Regions from separate parts of the Mus musculus genome. Here all the other regions are linked to region 3. Evidence: chromatin contacts called from public HiChIP or PLAC-seq and promoter capture Hi-C data. All regions are on one chromosome and are shown on one strand. The core of a region is the stretch at or near the end of the contact, and the rest is flanking DNA. Distances in the headings are between cores, read along the strand shown.

Region 1 (2,700 bases), core at 188-2,687, 600 kb after region 3:
AAAGGATGCTGAGTTGCTACACAAAACTTGGGACTATTCCTCATCTCTGATCCATCCTCATCTAACTTTGAAAGAAACGTTGGAGGAGTGATCTGTTGTCCGGGAGGATCTTGGAGAGTCCCATTGTGTCATATCAGGTTCCTTGTCTCAATGAATTGGAATAGATACCCAAGGATCAATAATAAAAGTATAGATCTGTGGACAGACGGAGTAAAAGGGGCTGCAGTCCACAGACTCAGCCAACTCAAGTTTAGATCTGAGAGTTCTTTTCCAAGCTCTTTGTATGAGTTAGAGCTAGAGCAGCCCCTCCACAGGGTAAGAAAGAGGATAGATCCTTATCCTGATTGATTGACAGGCTGATAAAACTTTGGAGCATCCCTACATGGGTCATTCATCCCATAGTTCTAAGCATCTGCAGAACCTATCATGTTTACACATGAGATGGTAGATCCATGCTTTCCCCTGGCAGGTCACTTGAAGGTCAGACTAGCCTTGAATCAGTTAAGCCAAATTCTGGCTTAAGCCTGCTTTCTTAATATTTCTTTTGACCCTAAAGTACCTAAGCCCCAAATTACCCTCAGGAGACAAAGTGCTGATGTTGCCCCTCCAAGAGGTGGAAAATAAGGAGATGTGCCACCAGAGCTGGACTGTGCTACAGTCTCCTACCTCAGGGTCATACACCCTGAACAGGAACAATAGAGAATGGACAACTACTACATGTTCTTTCTCAATTTATTAATGCTTAAAGAGATGGAAAGATTAACCATCGATTTGATCATTATATAACATATGCATCTATCAAATTGTTGCACTCTACCCTGTAAATCTATACAATAAAAACAATGATTTAAAAAATATTTACTGATAGCAGAAATCACAGTGTCCATGAATCCTGGTCAGAAATGCCCGAGGAAGTCTGTAAACCTCTCAGAACAGTTAGAACTCAACTCAAGCTCCAAACGTCTCCAAACACGAAAGCTCTAATAAAATAAGTGAGAATCTTCCATAAAACTTTAAGATGCCAAAGAACAGATTTTTATCATTCCCCACCACGCAAAATGTCACTGTCCAGAATCAGAGCTAGGATGTAAAGGCTTTCGTCTGAAATTTAAGAAAAAAAAAAAAAAAACACACACACACACACACAATAATGACCATTGCAGTGTACAGAAAAAAAATCACAATGTGTGCTTCTGGCTCAGAGCAGCAAACAAAAAGGTCTATGTTGAGGAGTGATTGATGTAGCTGGTTTGTATCTTTAATACTCCAGGGCAACAGAAAGAAAGCAAGGAGAATTTAATTTCCTCTGATTAAAAGTTGCGTTTTCTTTTCTGTCTCTTTCTTCTTTCTCCCTGCCATCTGTCTTCCACATCGTCCGTCGTCCCCACCCCTACCCCTGGCCCCCTGAGTTTTCTCTATTTGTACCCGGGTGGCTGAGATCCAGAAGAAAGGTGGAGTCTCATCGTTTGGGTGGTCCGAGTAAATCTTTAGTCTTTGGCTAACCTCTCCTTAGACTGGAAAGTGGCCAAGAATTTGCAGTGTTAGGGAGAGTCACTTTGAAAGGCTGCAAAGCGTCCATCTGGGTGCATGTCAATACAGTTTCCCTGGTTTAGTAAAAAAGAAGGGAACAGAAACTTTCCAGCCAGAGCAACAACTATTTCTCCCAAACTTAAAAGTGCACCCTTGTATAAGCTGTGCTTCTTACCAGTTATAATGTCCCTTTATTTCAGTTTACGGCTTGACCCCTCCTGCTAGCTGAGCCAACAAACTCGTCATTCTAAAGAAACTACTCCACCCGACATGTATTCTCTTTGTTCAGATTCTCTACTCTCTCTTGCCCTCACAACATTTCATTAAATGCAGGCTCAGGACAGATCGGATTTGCTTTTTGTATCTCAGTATAAATTTAGGAACATCAAAATCTCTCTCCACGGCACCTCCTCTTTATTATAACATTAAATTAGGTTCGGGTTCATTCTGAAAGACCAGTTGTATTTCTTTTTAATTAAAAGGAGAAATAAAATCTCCTTTTTTCTATAAGTAGGTTCACAAAGAATGCAGGAGTTATTTCTCCCAATAATAACTTAACAAAAGAGATTTAAATCCTCTGAATTAGAGGGAGGATTAGAGAGGGAAAGTCACCTGCGTAGTTCGAATACATTATCACAATTATTGAAGGGGATGTATCTTTTGGTACCTGGCAAAAGTTAATAAAAATACCCACAAAGGTAACAATGATGTAGTGTCACTTCAGTGAAAATAACCCAAATTGCTGCCATTAGAAAAGGTTCTAAATCTACTTAGGCTCATCAATGCAGGCCTAGAAATTTCTAATGAAGAACTTCATCAAAGGAAGGTTTAAACACTTCATGCAAAAATCAAACTTGTAAAATTAAACTCAAACTGATTCAATTTTTAAGGGTCTCAAGTTCCCACTATTCTAATCTCTTAGCTGTTGAAATCATTCTTGAATCAAACTATGTCAGGTGGGCTACAAGCAAGGAAATGGATATTAGACATGGAAGACTGTGTAACCAGTCTCCACTGTTGGGCAGCTCCCTCTGAAAACCCTAATGCTATAAACTGTGATCAGAATGGTACTGAAAAAGATAAGCAGTACCACACTGTAATAATGCAAATATGTGACCTGGGTTAAAATAATTAGATAAACCATACTTTTAAAATTAAAAAAAAAAACTC
Region 2 (2,700 bases), core at 109-2,608, 540 kb after region 3:
CCCTATCCCTGAGACTGTGGCAAGCGTGCACATCATCAACATGGGCTTCCTTACTTTTGGTAGCATTGGGCCATGTAGTCAGATACCTTTTAAAATGAAATGAAAATCACAAAAACAGAAAACTCTGGAAACCTAAGAACTGAGCAAGAGTTGACTAAGCATTCACAAAATAACAAGAGAAATGGGGGCTCAGGCTAAGTATAGCATGAACTATCATTCCGTATCAGTCAGTAGAGGGTTTGGTCCCACTCACTTATGCCATACCACGCTCAGGGCACTGCTGTGCTTCACTGAAATGCCTTTCTCTCTCCCAGGTGATGCTCAACACAACCTCATTAAGATCCCCACCCAGGGGTCCATCCCATAATCAGCCACCAAACGCAGACACTATTGCATATGTCAGCAAGATTTTGCTGAAAGGACCCTGATATAACTGTCTCTTGTGAGGCTATGCCAGTACATGGCAAATACAGAAGTGGATGCTCACAGTCATCTATAGGATGGAACACAGGGCTCCCAAAGGAGGAGCTAGAGAAAGTACCCAAGGAGCTGAAGGAGTCTACAACCCTATAGGTGGAACAACAATATGAACTAATCAGTACCCCCAAGAGCTCGTGCCTCTAGCTACATATGTAGCAGAAGATGGCCTAGTCGGCCATCATTGGAAAGAGAGGCCCCCTGGTTTTGTAAACTTTATATGTCTCAGTACAGGGGAACGCCAGGGCCAAGAAGTGAGAGTGAGTGGGTAGGGGAGCAGTGCGGGGGTGAAGGGGGAGGGTATAGGGAACTTTTGGGATAGCATTTGAAATATAAATGAAGAAACTATCTAGTAAAAAAATTTAAAAAAAAAATCTTAGCAAAGGACAAAGCATGCCTGAAGCTGTATTGACTGAGATCCATGGAACAGAATTTTTAATGAGCTGAAAGGCTCCAAGATCATCAACACCAAACCTTACACAGTTGTAAGTATCTTTCTTAGTTAGGTCAACCTCAACTCCTATATTTATTGTAAGCAAAATGCAGTGTTGAACGTGGACGTCTGATACAATTTTTTTTTGCTGATAGGCAAGTACCTTCCATGTGGTATAGACTTGGGCTGCTTCTCTGGCTTGCATTTCCTACAGCCCCACATCCTCTTGGCGAATCCTAGCTGCTCGGCTGTATGAGACAGGAAGTGGGTAAAGGGTAATGTAAATCTCAGTCAGCTGCTTTGCATCAATAATTCAGACCCAAATTACATGTTAAAAATTAGCAGCTCTGGTTTTTCAAAAACCTTGTCATAAGAGTAGGAAACTACAGTGAGGCTGGCCCAAGTGGGCTGTAATTCATCCCCCGCACTCTTGATGCTCTGGCCAGCCGGAATGCCATTAACTTGCACCCACACACAGGCACTGTCTCTGTAATTCTACACTAGACTCTTGCCTGTATTTAATTATTCTCCTCTTCATGACCCCCAAATCCTTTCCATTCATCAAACATTCCTATAAGCCATAAACTTCTCATGTTATAAATGTCATGATAGTTATAAATATTTTTCTATTGAACTAATTTTGGATCTGTATAACAGTTGCAAATATTGGTTACAGATATTTCATACATTTCTCCATCAGGTCCCTCAATGTAAATATTTTGAAACAGTGTACAATGTCCCCAGGAAGGCCATATCAGGAGGTCAGAACTAATTCTGCCTTACTAATGTCTATTTTCTATGTATGGTGTGGAATTTGTTTGTATGATGGTGGTGGTGTGGTATGGTGTGTGTGTGTGTGTGTGTGTGTGTGTGTGTGTGTGTGTGTGTGTGTGTGTGTGTGTGAGTGTGTGTGTGTGTGTGTGTGTGTGCATGTTGGACACAAATATATATAAAACTAATCCACAGGGTCTGTTTTTCTTGTGTATATCTGATTTCAAGGCTGACTATGCTACATTGGACAACCAAAAAGGAAGCTTACTCTTAGGAGAGGCTAATTCATACCCTCCCAACAGTCATTAGTTGCCTGTAGTTCCTTTTCTAGGATTGAGGCACCACGCAATTTTCTCCCTTCCATGCTAACACCCATTGCAATTGCCTTTGTCACAGACTTGTTTTATGCAGCCATTTCTAGGAGACAACGTTTCCCAACTAACTTCCTGCTGTTCTGGTCTCTTAAAATCATTCAAGCCTCTAGGAACCACATTATTTTGACCTCATCTACAATAATATACAATATGTATAAGTGTATGTGTATGTATAAACATACACACAGAGAGGGACAAGGAGAGAGAGAGAGAGAGAGAGAGAGAGAGAGAGAGAGAGAGAGAGAGAGAGAGAGAGATCTTAAAAGAAATTAAGCTACTCGGGTTAAGAAGGCTCGAAATATCATGCATGGCAAACCTCCTTTCAAATGGTTGGTCAGGGTAGCCCAAGTGATTCCCAGAACAATATAGGTTATAGATGTAGCCCTTGGCTCCCTGGCATGGACCTCTATTGCCGAAGACACTGCACACTTAGGACCAAGGCTCATAGGACTTGAGTTAGATATCTGAATGCCTCTCTTCTTTGATCTACCATCCACGGTTTCAGAACAGACTGAGCACAGAGGGTTCTTAAGTTCTCTATTCATTCAACTCTGTTCACCTTTCTCTCTTGGGATCCTTTCCTGATTGCCACAGCAATCTAGAATATTATGTGTAATTTTTATCGCACATGGAAGAAAATGTGAA
Region 3 (2,700 bases), core at 29-2,528:
CTTCTCTCTCTCAACACAAAGAAGGATTTACTGACTAATGTTCCCCACATGGCCAGAGGTGCCCATCTATTTTTTGTGCAGTTAATCTTAATTATCAAATCCAGTCCTCCTAATTTTGATAATTGTAATATTGGCCTTCCTCTGGCTTTCTTCTCATTGAATTTTTGCTCTATGCTACCAATGGACACGTTTTAGTCTTCGACGGTCATTGATGAGATTTCAAGCCTTGAAGTAGTTAAGTAATTGGAAATTTAAGGAAAGTGAATTGGGTTGCTTTGTGCTTTGGGTTGCATGTGCCTTTGCATGTAGAGTGCTTTACTTCATGGTTGCTTCTGAAGGAACTTTCTAAAAGTGGAGGAGACGACCGAGGAGACATTATTGAGTCTTGGTATAACCCCAGTTTTCCATCTTGGATGGTGGAAGGTGTTGAACAGGAACAGGCAGAAACCAGCCTCGCTCCTAAAGTTTCAGTAAAGCACGCTGCTATTGCTACACTTCACTGCTAATTTCAACATGTTAGAAAACTTTCAAAGCAAAACAGTTCGGAAGCCTCACTTTCAAATCCCAACTCTCTCCCTGGGTGTAAAATTAACACTCTTATTTTTCAGAGATTATAAAAAGAAAAACCACTTTCTGGTGACCGGATCAAAAGCCGAGAAGCAAACAATCTCTGTTAACCATGAGGTGCAGGGTTAAATTTTTCTTTCCACTGATAAATCCCACCCCGGAACAGATTTCAGCAAGGCAGCTCGCAAAGCTCACGGGTGAACCACACAGGCCATGTGGGTGCCGAACTCAGAGCCGGAAAGCAAACAGCTGCTGTAGCCTGATTTGAGTTAAAATAGTGTGAGTGTTTAGTCTGGCGCACGGCTTCGGGGGAGATTGGCAGCTGGGTCAAACAAAGTCCTTCCGTTGGCTCCCTTCCCGGGCTGCTCTGCTAGTATTTAGTGGGTCCTAGTGCTGTGTAGGGCCCTTTTCTCAGGCAAAATTCTAACATCTGACCGCACCCTCCTCTCTTTGCTATTTAAAAAAAGAAAGAAAGAAAGAAAGAAAGAAAGAAAGAAAGAAAGAAAGAAAGAAAGAAAGAAAGAAAGAAAGAAAGAAAGAAAGAAAGAAAGAAAGAGGGGAAAGAAAGGGAGGGATAAAGAGGAAAAAATAGCTGTGCTCCTGCTTCTTTCGTTCTAAGATAAATTCTCCCGGAGACAACCTCTCCCACTAATTGTGTGTTAGCCATGAATTTTATCTCAAGAGCTGACGCACTGCGCTCTCAACTGGTGTTGAAAAGCAGCCTGTTACAGTGTGGGATTCATAAAAGGGCCTCTATGGTGTGTGAGAAAGAATATCTGTGTGCCTAGGCAGGAAACTTTTTGATCTACAGAAAAGCCAGAAGACATCTAGGTAAGACTTCGGGATCAGACCTGCTTTGGTGGGTGGGGGTGGGGGTGGGGGGGTGTCCAAGTTTGTCAGTGAAATTGGCCCATACAAGAGATGCAAGTTTACAGGGTGTGTGTGCTTCCTTCTGTGGAAGTTGAAATGTACCGAAGATTGCTTACTTATTTTTGTTCGCTTATTGAAAACTTGAATCAGGAGTCTGTAGTCGGTCTTTCGACGTTTTCGTTTTCTGTGATTGAACTGATCGCAATAGATATTGTTTGATCCCCAGAGAAATCTTTGCAAAGTGACACAGAAAGAAAAACATTCCGGGCGAAGAAAATAGACAAGTTTTAAAGAGGAATTGTTTGAACCTTAGAGGGCAGGAGATGGTGCATTCGGCAAACGTGGGTCTGAGTACTGAAAAAAGAAAAGAAAAAGTTTAATGATGTTTTGGAAGGAATATTAAGTAAGTTGTCTTTGTCTCTTACTTTTTAATTTTAGTGGCTCATTTAGCCTGTTGGGTCACATTTTTTTGAGAGTACTGAAGGCTGCCATGAATCCCTAATGAGGCCCCTTTGCACATGATTTTGGCCAATTGCCAAAATCAACTTCCCAGCGGCAAGCTTTCTCTCAAAGAACCTGGAGCAATTTTTTATATATACATATATTAGAAATCATGTTTGAAAGCCGCCACAACCAGTTGTATAGGCATGTCAAAAGTGACTTTATACAGTAAATATGAAATAAACCTTCAGGTTTGTTTTTTTTTTCTTGCTTTCTCATATTGTCATTGTGGAATCTTTGCCTGTTGCTGCCTAAATTGTGATAGAATAAGAATAATCTGAAATAAGAAGATTTAAGGACATTTTTTTCCTCTTCAGCATACCAGAATAGGAGTCCTGTCTTAACTGAGCAATATACACTATGGAGAGATCCTTCAAAACCCGTCGGGACGAATAACAGATGAATTCATAAAACTGTTCATCTCTGTAAGTAACATCCTGTTAACAGAAGTTTTGTATATAGAATTAAGTTTAATATTGACTTAAGTGAGGTCTTTGTGTATATTAGAATACCTTAGTGTTTGGGGATTTTTTGTTTGTTTTGTTGTTATTGTTAATATTTATTACATAATTTTAAAAGATTATGTGGTACCTTGATGCCTTTAACAAATCTTTTCATAGAAATGTTTGGTTTGTAAACATGTCTGAATGATGAAATAACTGTATTTAAGTGCTTCCCCATAAGATAAAGGCTGAGTTTTCATAAAAGAAGGCAAGAAGGTCAAGGAGCAGATTTTAAATCTGATGTTCCCACACCTGAATT
Region 4 (2,700 bases), core at 138-2,637, 560 kb after region 3:
ACAATAAATAACAAGCCGCTAGCATCACCTCACAGAGTGACCTGCTCACTAGAATACAAAAGCAGCCAACGCAAAGAGAACTGAAATTTTTCCTAAGTTTCTTCTTTCAGCAGTTATTTTTGTGAGATTTCCACTGATAAACCAAAAAAATTAGACATTTTCCTCTTCTCTCATACTAAATGGAGACACTTAACCTGTTTTCAAAATTGGAGCCCATAGAGAGAATCTTTATATAGATGTATCATGATGTTGGGACTGAAAAGGAGGCTCAGTGGTTAGGAGCTCTTCTAGAGGACCTGAGTTCTGTTCCCAGCACCCACAGGGGCAGCATACAACTGACAATAATGAAGCCCCAGGGGACAGAACAGTCCTCTTTGGACCCCTGTGGGCACTACCCACATCTGACACATGTTCACACATGCACACAGAAATACACGGAAAACAAAAATATATCTGTTTTCACATCTTATTTCATGAGGTTGAAAGTTTATCAGTGGTTATCACAAACTGTCAAGGACAGAGGGCTATGGAGATATTGCCAAGGTAGTAAGTTTTAATTAGAGATTAATTACAAATTTTGGTGTTCTGCTGCACAGGAGGATGGGCACTTTTTAAAGAATATATAAACACTAGGGCCCCAGTGGAAGGGGCTGGTTGGTTGGTTGATGGTTGATTGTAGGTTGTTCCAATTTGACAAGTAGTTAAGTACAAAGAGATGAAAAGAAGAAATTAGATATCCTGATGGTGAAGATCAAACTTGCCCCAAGGAACTTGATGCCCCTAATCAGCAGGCAGTGCAATGATTTTGTCACCCTTTCCCTTGTATCCACTTTTCTCTCCTACCTAGTCTTAGGTGTTGAAAGGTTGGAAGAAGAGAGAACAATGAAAAAAAAAGAACCCACAAAGTAGCCAAAAGTCCACCTACACTGGACTGTTTGACTTAGCCAATCATGTCCAGCAAAGCAGGACTTAGCCTAGATCCCCAGTCAGACCTCTGAAACTCGCTTTGGTTTTGCCCTGGTTCTTTTGCCCATTTTTTTCTCCCTATATTCTAACAGCATATCCTGGCTGATAGGTATTCCATCCGTTTAGATTCCAAAAGACAAAGAATCCTTACACCCAAGTCATGGGGAGTCAAGCAGCCACCAGCCTACTGCAATGATAGCCAGAGCACATGGGCTCAGCTGCAGGCCAAGGGAACGGAACAAAACCCAGCATAAAACATGCACCGCGCTTGGTAAGATGTGCTGATGAGGAAACGGCAAGGGAATCATGAGCTCAAGGGGAAGCTGACCTTCATCCCTGCAGGCTGGAGAAAGGACTCAGTAGTTAAGAACTCACATTGCTGTGGCAGAGGACCCAAGTTTGAATCCTAGTACCCACATGGGGAGTTAAGGACAACCTGTAATTCCAAACCCAGGTAGATTTAGGCTTCTGGCCTCTGCCTATATCCTCATTCATGTGCAAATATCTGCACACCTGCACACATATAATTAAAAGTAAAATAAATACTTTTGAAAGCATAAACAGAAATACACACACATATATATACACAAATGCAGACACATAAGCCACTGAGATCCCAGGAATACTTGTAACTAACAAACGTTGGAAAACATTAACATTATTGATTGCCCACACGGCTGCATTTTTACCATTTTGTCTGTGTTCATGAGATTGTACTATTCACATAGACTCCAAAAGGATAACTCTCTCTCCCTCTCACTCTCCATCCCCCTCCCCTTCTCCCTCTCCCCCTTCCCCTCTCCCCCTCCCCCTCTCCCTCTCTCCCTCTCTCCCCCTCTCCCTCCCCATCTATCCCTCTCCCCCTCTCCCTCTCTCCCTCTCCCCCTCTCTCCCTCCCCTCTCCCTCTCCCCCTCTCCCTCTCTCTCCCCCTCTCCCTCTCTCTCTCCCTCTCCCTCTCTCTCCTCCTCTCCCCTCCCCCTCTCCCTCTCTCTCTCCCCCTCTCCTTCTCCCTCTCTCCCTCTCTTCCTCTTTCCCTCTCTCTCTCCCCCCTCCCTCTCCCTCTCCTTCTCTCCCTCTCCCTCTCCCTCTCCCTCTCACCTCTCTCCTCTTACCCTCCCCCTTTCTCCCTCTCTCTCTCCCTCTCCCTTTCTCTCACACACAGAGTCAGACAGACAGACAGACAGACAGGACAAATCATTGGGGAAGAGCACCATGTACTTCCTATGCTCATCCAAACATACCATGAGACAAGCAAGGAATGAATGACCCAGAATTTTTAGTGGTGGCTGGAGGAGGGCCTGTAGCAATGGTGGCCACATCCACAGGGTTTTCTGTGGTTTGAGCTTCCCTGGCTTCCAAAGGAGAAAGTGCGAAGCTTCCTCAGCAGCTTTTTAGGATGTATGAAGTAAAGAGGGAGGTATGAGGTTTCTAAGCTGTCGACAGCCAAATATCCCAGAAATGAGTCATGCCGTTAGTGTGCATGCTCGAAGCCTGACTAGCATTGCTTCCTTTGGAAGATGCACTCTGTTTCTTTAGCTCGTGCAGTTGGGTTGGGCTTGTGAATAGTCTATCCAATCTAACCTGCCAGAAGAGATTTGCAAAATCCCAAGCCTAGACTAGATCTCGAGAGACTTTTCCTTCATCCTTTTAATTTCTTAGAGTGACATCGCTACATGTGAAGAAGCGCATTTCTTCCTGTGGGTTGTGGGAGGGAAACCTATGCCAGAAGGCAG

The links. Promoter capture Hi-C pulls out the DNA fragments that hold promoters and counts their contacts. HiChIP or PLAC-seq counts read pairs in DNA pulled down with a chosen protein or histone mark.
Region 1: a contact with region 3 is called in an H3K27ac HiChIP or PLAC-seq map of heart atrium, with 7 times the contacts expected there. The contact joins two enhancer-like sites. A contact is called at or near these places in 5 of 39 promoter capture datasets (cranial neural crest, frontonasal cranial neural crest, hippocampal neurons and 2 more), 1 of 484 Hi-C or Micro-C datasets (ventral hippocampal neurons) and 4 of 115 datasets of contacts at active chromatin or transcription factors (craniofacial prominence, embryonic forebrain, heart atrium and 1 more).
Region 2: a contact with region 3 is called in an H3K4me3 HiChIP or PLAC-seq map of craniofacial prominence, with 6 times the contacts expected there. The contact joins two enhancer-like sites. A contact is called at or near these places in 3 of 39 promoter capture datasets (cranial neural crest, maxillary cranial neural crest and second pharyngeal arch cranial neural crest), 1 of 484 Hi-C or Micro-C datasets (uterus) and 2 of 115 datasets of contacts at active chromatin or transcription factors (craniofacial prominence and neural progenitor cells).
Region 4: a promoter capture Hi-C map of cranial neural crest shows a contact between it and region 3. The contact joins two enhancer-like sites. A contact is called at or near these places in 3 of 39 promoter capture datasets (cranial neural crest, frontonasal cranial neural crest and maxillary cranial neural crest).

The regions. Positions count from the first base shown.
Region 1 is chr16:78,100,409-78,103,108 of GRCm38.p6, forward strand. No RefSeq gene overlaps it. Among named protein-coding and RNA genes, the nearest start is that of Gm31431, 12 kb to the left of the region's middle. Within about 2 kb of position 1,438, at least 42 of the 459 cell types and tissues checked have an H3K27ac peak or open chromatin away from gene starts, as enhancers often do. A contact at or near this core is called in heart atrium and neural progenitor cells, where this site is marked.
Region 2 is chr16:78,039,098-78,041,797 of GRCm38.p6, forward strand. All of the region lies in intron 2 of Gm31431 (a long non-coding RNA gene), which reads right to left. Among named protein-coding and RNA genes, the nearest start is that of Gm31431, 49 kb to the right of the region's middle. Within about 2 kb of position 1,359, at least 8 of the 459 cell types and tissues checked have an H3K27ac peak or open chromatin away from gene starts, as enhancers often do.
Region 3 is chr16:77,499,248-77,501,947 of GRCm38.p6, forward strand. Mir99ahg (Mir99a and Mirlet7c-1 host gene (non-protein coding)) reads left to right here. Exons shown (of 5, transcript NR_015543.3): 4 at 2,256-2,363. Among named protein-coding and RNA genes, the nearest start is that of 9430053O09Rik, 80 kb to the left of the region's middle. Within about 2 kb of position 1,279, at least 195 of the 459 cell types and tissues checked have an H3K27ac peak or open chromatin away from gene starts, as enhancers often do. A contact at or near this core is called in heart atrium and neural progenitor cells, where this site is marked.
Region 4 is chr16:78,058,299-78,060,998 of GRCm38.p6, forward strand. All of the region lies in intron 2 of Gm31431 (a long non-coding RNA gene), which reads right to left. Among named protein-coding and RNA genes, the nearest start is that of Gm31431, 30 kb to the right of the region's middle. Within about 2 kb of position 1,388, at least 40 of the 459 cell types and tissues checked have an H3K27ac peak or open chromatin away from gene starts, as enhancers often do.